2 separate regions of the Mus musculus genome follow, and region 1 is linked to region 2. A link is a contact called in public HiChIP or PLAC-seq data. All regions are on one chromosome and are shown on one strand. Each heading gives the region's core, a stretch centred on a gene start, on an enhancer-like site or on the middle of the called end of the contact. The rest is flanking DNA. Distances are from core to core; before and after follow the strand shown. Region 1 holds the start of Gpr146 (G protein-coupled receptor 146). Region 2 has its middle 21 kb from the start of Gm30206.

What was found. HiChIP or PLAC-seq counts read pairs in DNA pulled down with a chosen protein or histone mark.
Region 1: a contact with region 2 is called in an HNF4G HiChIP or PLAC-seq map of pancreatic cancer cells. The contact joins the promoter of Gpr146 here to the enhancer-like site in region 2. A contact is called at or near these places in 4 of 39 promoter capture datasets (the 3T3-L1 cell line, 3T3-L1-derived adipocytes, hippocampal neurons and 1 more), 4 of 115 datasets of contacts at active chromatin or transcription factors (T-cell acute lymphoblastic leukemia, embryonic stem cells, large pre-B cells and 1 more) and 1 of 9 other capture datasets (embryonic stem cells).

The regions. Positions count from the first base shown.
Region 1 is chr5:139,379,282-139,382,133 of GRCm38.p6, reverse strand. Gpr146 (G protein-coupled receptor 146) reads right to left here and starts at 1,495. Exons shown (of 2, transcript NM_030258.5): 1 at 1,391-1,495. The region is part of intron 2 of 3110082I17Rik (RIKEN cDNA 3110082I17 gene); the gene reads left to right.
Region 2 is chr5:138,845,214-138,848,114 of GRCm38.p6, reverse strand. No RefSeq gene overlaps it. Among named protein-coding and RNA genes, the nearest start is that of Gm30206, 21 kb to the right of the region's middle. Within about 2 kb of position 1,489, at least 22 of the 459 cell types and tissues checked have an H3K27ac peak or open chromatin away from gene starts, as enhancers often do. A contact at or near this core is called in pancreatic cancer cells, where this site is marked.

The DNA of each region.
Region 1 (2,852 bases), core at 246-2,745, 530 kb before region 2:
CTGTGGTGCTTGGAGTCCTGGGCCACCAGGGCCTTTGAGAGCTCAGAGACACATGTGACCCAGTGCTGGCCAGCCAGACTTGTAGGTTGAACTGTCCGGCTGCTGGGTCAGGACAGCTCGAGCCACAGGGAAGCTGAGAGGCTGCAGGCAGGAGCAAGTAACTAGGGCAGGTTAAGGAAAACAGGAGCCTCACTTGTGAGCACAGATCTCACTCCCCCAAGGGCTTGGCTTCATGTCTCAGTATGTTTGGGTCATTAAAGGAGGGGATTATGCTAGGACATTGTGGGGTAAGGAAGGAGAGAATGCCCAGGGAGCTGCAAGAGTCTCCTCCAGTCTGTGAACCACACAGGCATCCCCTCCCAACTACTCAGCCTACACATTCTGACCTAAATCCCCATGCATCCCCACATTAGGTTTAGCTGGATGTGTCGCAGCTTTCTTCATGAGCCCATTCAAGAGTCACGGGGAGCCGGGCGTGGTGGCGCACGCCTTTAATCCCAGCACTCAGGAGGCAGAGGCAGGCGGATTTCTGAGTTCGAGGCCAGCCTGGTCTACAAAGTGAGTTCCAGGACAGGGCTACACAGAGAAACCCTGTCTCGAAAAACCAAAAAAAAAAAAAAAAAAAAAAAGAGTCACGGGGACACTGATACACTGTACCCTGGGAGCAACCAGAGGTTCTAGTTTGGAAATCTGGACCTTGTGGTTGTTCTTCAAAGACTTACATGGCAGGTTAGGATAATGTGACTGTACCCTTAGTGTAATTATTAATAGTGTTTCCTTGCACTCACAGAGATAGTGCCTGGTCCCCTATGGGTGGAGTGGCCTCAGGACACGTCCAGAGGCGTTTCAATAGGATTAACTTATAGTTCTTTCAAGCTAGCTTAACCCCAGGTTATCAGTGCCTCTGATACATGGAGGTGGACATAGATGTCAGGTTGCTGGATCAGGACGAGAATAGGAATGCAGCTCGCAAGAACATAATCACAGACCGGGGCGCGCTAAATTGGCAGGTGCTGTTCTGGACAGCGGGTACTAAGTTAGTCCTAGTCAGCAAGCCTGAGGACCGAAGAAACTGTATCCCTTCACTTGGGGTTCTAGTTGCTGGTACTGCCTCCCGTGCCCGATGAATGTTCAGGGCCGATGGCGCAAGTTCCGCTATCTCTACGCACGGGTTCCAAATGTCCTGACGCTCTTAACCAACAGAAGGGACGAAGATGGTAACCGTAGCGTCCTAGGAGAGCCCGTCCGCCTCCTCGGGCAGCAAACCCACCGCCCGCCGCGGGTTCAGGACCACACTCCCTGTCCCTGGCGTCCACCCAGCGCAGCCTGGCGCGGTCTCCTCCCGCCTGGAACAGAGCATTAGGGGCTCCCCTCCCCGGGCCCCACTCACCGCTCGCTGGGCGGCGGCCCGCGCACCGGCCGCGGGCGGGCAGCTGGGCTTGCAGGAGGCAGCGGAGCTCACGGCGCGCACGCCGTGGGGGCTGTGTACACACGTGACCCCGTCCCGCCCCCGGGGGCTGCTCGCGTGGTCCCGCCCCCGCCCGCCGAGCAACGCCGTCAGGCCCTGCCCTCTCTCCCGACCCACAGCTCGGTGGCTCCGCCCTTTTCTTGGAACCGGTGCTTAGTTCCCGCAGGCTCCGCCCCCAGTCCGAACGGACAATCCCCTTGGCCAGCCACGGCCGGCCGCCTTAATGCTGGAGGGCGGCGCACCTGCCCCCATTAAAGTTTGTAATTTCCCCGACCTGTGCTTCCCCGGTCCTAGAGGCGTCTAAGTGGAGCTGTCCGGAGAAAACAGCTCCGACCCACTGTGTAGCTGCTGTCCAACATGAAAGTGGGAATGGTGCCATTTAGAGTATTTGCCTAACAGTCAGGAAGCCCGGCGTTTAGTCCTCAACACCACATAAGCCAGGGGTAGTGGTGCGTGCATACATGTAGTCCCAACACTCAGGAGATAGAGCAGGGAGGATCAGAAGTTCAAGGCTGTCCCTGGCTACATAGTCACCTGAAGGGTATCCTGGGATACATGAGATCTTAAAAAACAAAGAGTAACAACAACAAAATACACACACACACACAGATAGCCTAACTGGGCATGATGGTGCCCATCTATAATCTCAGCACTCAAGAGGCAGAGCAAGGACTGCCATAAATCCAAGGCTGTTGTAGCTTACATAGCAAATTCTGGGCCAACTGGGGTTGCAAAGTAAGACTGTCAAAAGTGGGGGGAGGGTCCTGGAGTTGTTGGCCCAATTGCAAGCAGGAGGACCTATGTTTGATCCCTCAGAACCCATGTCAGAAAGGTTGAGTGTGGTAGCATGTGCTTGTAGTGCTAGGGAGGTGGCAGGCGCTGGGGCCCTTTGGGCCAGCCTATCTAACTTTCACATTTCAGGCCACCAACCACCCCCACCCCCAAAAAGCCAACCCTGTCTTATAAAAAACAAGGTGGACAGCACCTGAGGAATGATGGCCAAGGTGGACCTCTGGGCTCCATAGGCACATAATCTAAAATGAAAGTAAACCATAAATAATTGACCCTCAGGATTCCTGGTGAGACTCTGAAGTGTCAGGGTTCCTGGGCCTTCCAGAGGGTTCCTGTGAGGTTTCACTCACAACTGGGGAGTGCTGCTGGTGAACCGAGCACCCTCCTAGTGCAAGGCCCCACTGGCTGCCTGCTCTGCACCACCCGAAGCACAGCACAGATGTTCAGAGTAAGAGGGCCCAGCCGCCGACTCGGCTGCGGGCGGTCCTCCCATTGAGCAGGCATGTCCCCGAGCTAGACATCTTGGACATGGTAGGGTGTGTGAATTGCTGTCTGACCTCGTGCTCTGAGGTTGATATTTGAAAAATCCCAC
Region 2 (2,901 bases), core at 240-2,739:
GTGTGTGTGTGTGTATTTTGAGGAGGATATTGGCACCCCTAAAGTCCTGCTGGTACTGGGCCTGACATCCACTCATGAACAGTGCTTTTTAACTGGGCACACCGCAAATTGGCAGAAGCAGCGCTGCACCTGGAGGTTCCAACCCCTTGATAGCAATGGGGGAAAGTGAGTCCCCACGCCTCCTCCTCTGTCCGTGGCCGTGGCCTTAGTGACTTTTTCGGTGGTCTGGCCCCCCATGGAGCGCATCAGTTCCGCTGAGAGCTGTAAAGGATGGAGGCCTGCTTGTGGGTGGAGTTGCATTCTCCTGGGGAGGAAGCCAGTGCAGAAAGTGTGCAGTAATGAATGCCCTCGCTCGAATCCTATGATTTAAGGCCACAGCGCTTCCTCACTGGGAAGTATAGTTCAAAAGAAATTACAGGGTGTGGGACTTGGGATGCTCTTCTGTGATCCTCCGAGAAAGGAGGATGGGGAGTTTCAGGCCAGCCTGAGCTACATAGTGTGACCCAGTCTTAAGAAAAATAACAAACAAACAAACAAACAAACAAATAACAAACAGAGGTTGGTGTTGTAGCTCAGTTGGTAATGTATCTTACTTAGCATGCAGGAGGCCCCGGAGCCTGGAGTCTGAGCACTGGGATTGTGGAAACAGGAGAATAAGAAGCTCAAGGCAAGAAGCTCAAGGCTATCTCCAGCTACTTAGCAAGTTTGAAGGCATCCTGGGCTACATATGAGCCAATCTCAAACAAAACAAAACAAACAATCAAAACAAAGACAAAAAGCAGATCAGTATCTGGGGAGAGGGGGGCAGGAATACAAATTTCTGTGAGGCTAAACTGGTCTGTATAGCAAGTTCTAGGCCAGACAGAGCTATATAGTGAGACCCCGTCTTTTAAAAAGTTAATCAGTTAAAAATTAAGTGAGAAGACACAAGATGCCTTTGCTGCCCTGCATGTTGGGTGACTTGAAGATCAGGCAACATCAAGGCCCTGGAGTCGGAACCCTCAGCCTTGGCATAGAACAGAGAGAAGGAGAGAGAAGAGGTGAACGCCCGGGACCTAGAGGGGAAGAGCTGCAGAAATGGGCTTTTATTTTAAGCACCTGGTGAGAAATTTTTATTAAGGGGAAGGCATGGGGCATGACCAAGTTCAAAGGTCCCCTGGCAGCAAGAAGGTTGGTGGGAGGGGGGAACACGTAACAGGTGCATGGCCTTGATGCACTCTGGGGTGAAAGGCTCAGGAGAAGCTGGAAGTGGCTTTAGAGTTCACCATAAAGGCTGGGGATTTGCAGGGAGTGGGAGCCAATGAGGCTCAGGGCCAACTGCCAGGTTTGAGCTGGAATCACCCACAGGTGTGATGGGATCCCGGCCAGGACGCTGTTTAAATGGCCCTGTTTTTGAGCTTGGTGTTACATTCTTCACATTATCTCAGTTACTGAGCATAAAAACCCAGGGCAAGGCGGCCCTTATCTGCTCTGGTGGCACGCTACCAGCTGTGTGAGTAAGGCTTTATTGCCCCTGTTCAAGGCACAAGGAAGCTGGCTGGGAGGTGACAGGGTTGCTGTTTTGGCAGCAGCCAAGGGCAACAGCAGTGACTTCATCTCAGGTCACACAGCACAAGTGTCGGGTGTGCGCAGTTTCAGTATTCAGATGCAACTCCCTTGATGGACGCTCACCAATTTCAAAGCATACAGTCCCACGGTGTTCGGTGTATTGATGGTGCTACACAGCCATTCCCACAACATTCACACAGCTTCTCTCCCCCAAAGAAACTAAGGGGCTAAGCAGGTAGCCCAGTCAGAAAAGCATCCTGCATAAACACAAGGACCTGAGTTCAGGTCCCAGGATATGTGTAAAGGCTTGCATGGTGGCACATGCTTGGGATCCCAGCTCAGGGAAGCAGAGGAAGGAAGATGTGGAGCTGCTCTGTGCAGCCAGCCAGCTCAGCTCAATCAGTGAGCTCTAAATTCAGTGAAAGACCCTGTCTCAAAAACTAAGGTGGTCAGTATCCTGACCACACACATGCTCGCGCACGCGCACACGCACGCACGCGCACACGCACTCACACAAACACACACGTGCATACACATGCATACACAGGAAACCATGTACCTTTTAGCAGTTACCCAGCTCCTGATGGCCACTGAGCCTATGGCTTTTAGCTCTCTGGCTACATCACATATATAGCCTACCCAGTGTGTGGACTTTTGTACCCACCGAATGTCCTCAAGGCCCATGGAACATTTCTGTCTTGTGAAGGAGTGGCAGTCCAAAGTGTGGCGTGGTGTGCCATTTTCGTATCCTGTCATCTGTCGATGGGTGCTGAGTGGTCCCTACATTTGAACTCTTACGATGCTGCTCTGAACATTCATGGGGAAGCTCCTAGTTTTAATTCCTAGCAAGTGGGGGCTGGAGAGATGGCTCAGTGGTTAAGAGCACTGACTGCTCTTCCAGAGGTCCTGAGTTCAAATCCCAGCAACCACATGGTGGCTCACAGCCATAGGTAATGAGATCTGATGTCCTCTTCTGGTGTGTCAGAAGACAGCTACAGTGTACTTATATATAATAAAGAAGCAAATCTTTAAACCAACAACAAAAAATGCCTAGCGAGTGTGTGAGAGTATGAATGGGGGGAATTGTATATACGGGGCTCGTATTTGGAAATCAGAGTACAGACTGGGGTATCCTCAGGATATCTTCCACCTTTTGTTCAAGACTGAGTCTCTCACTGGCCTTGAACTTCACCAAGTAGGCCACACTAGCTATCCTTCAAGCTTCTGTGTAGTCTCCTGCCTCCATCTCCCATCCTGCTGAGCAGTGATTATAAGTATGTGTCACAGTATCCAGATTCTACATGAGTTTTGGGTATTCAAATTCAAGTCCCTGTGCCATCTGGACAGCTCATG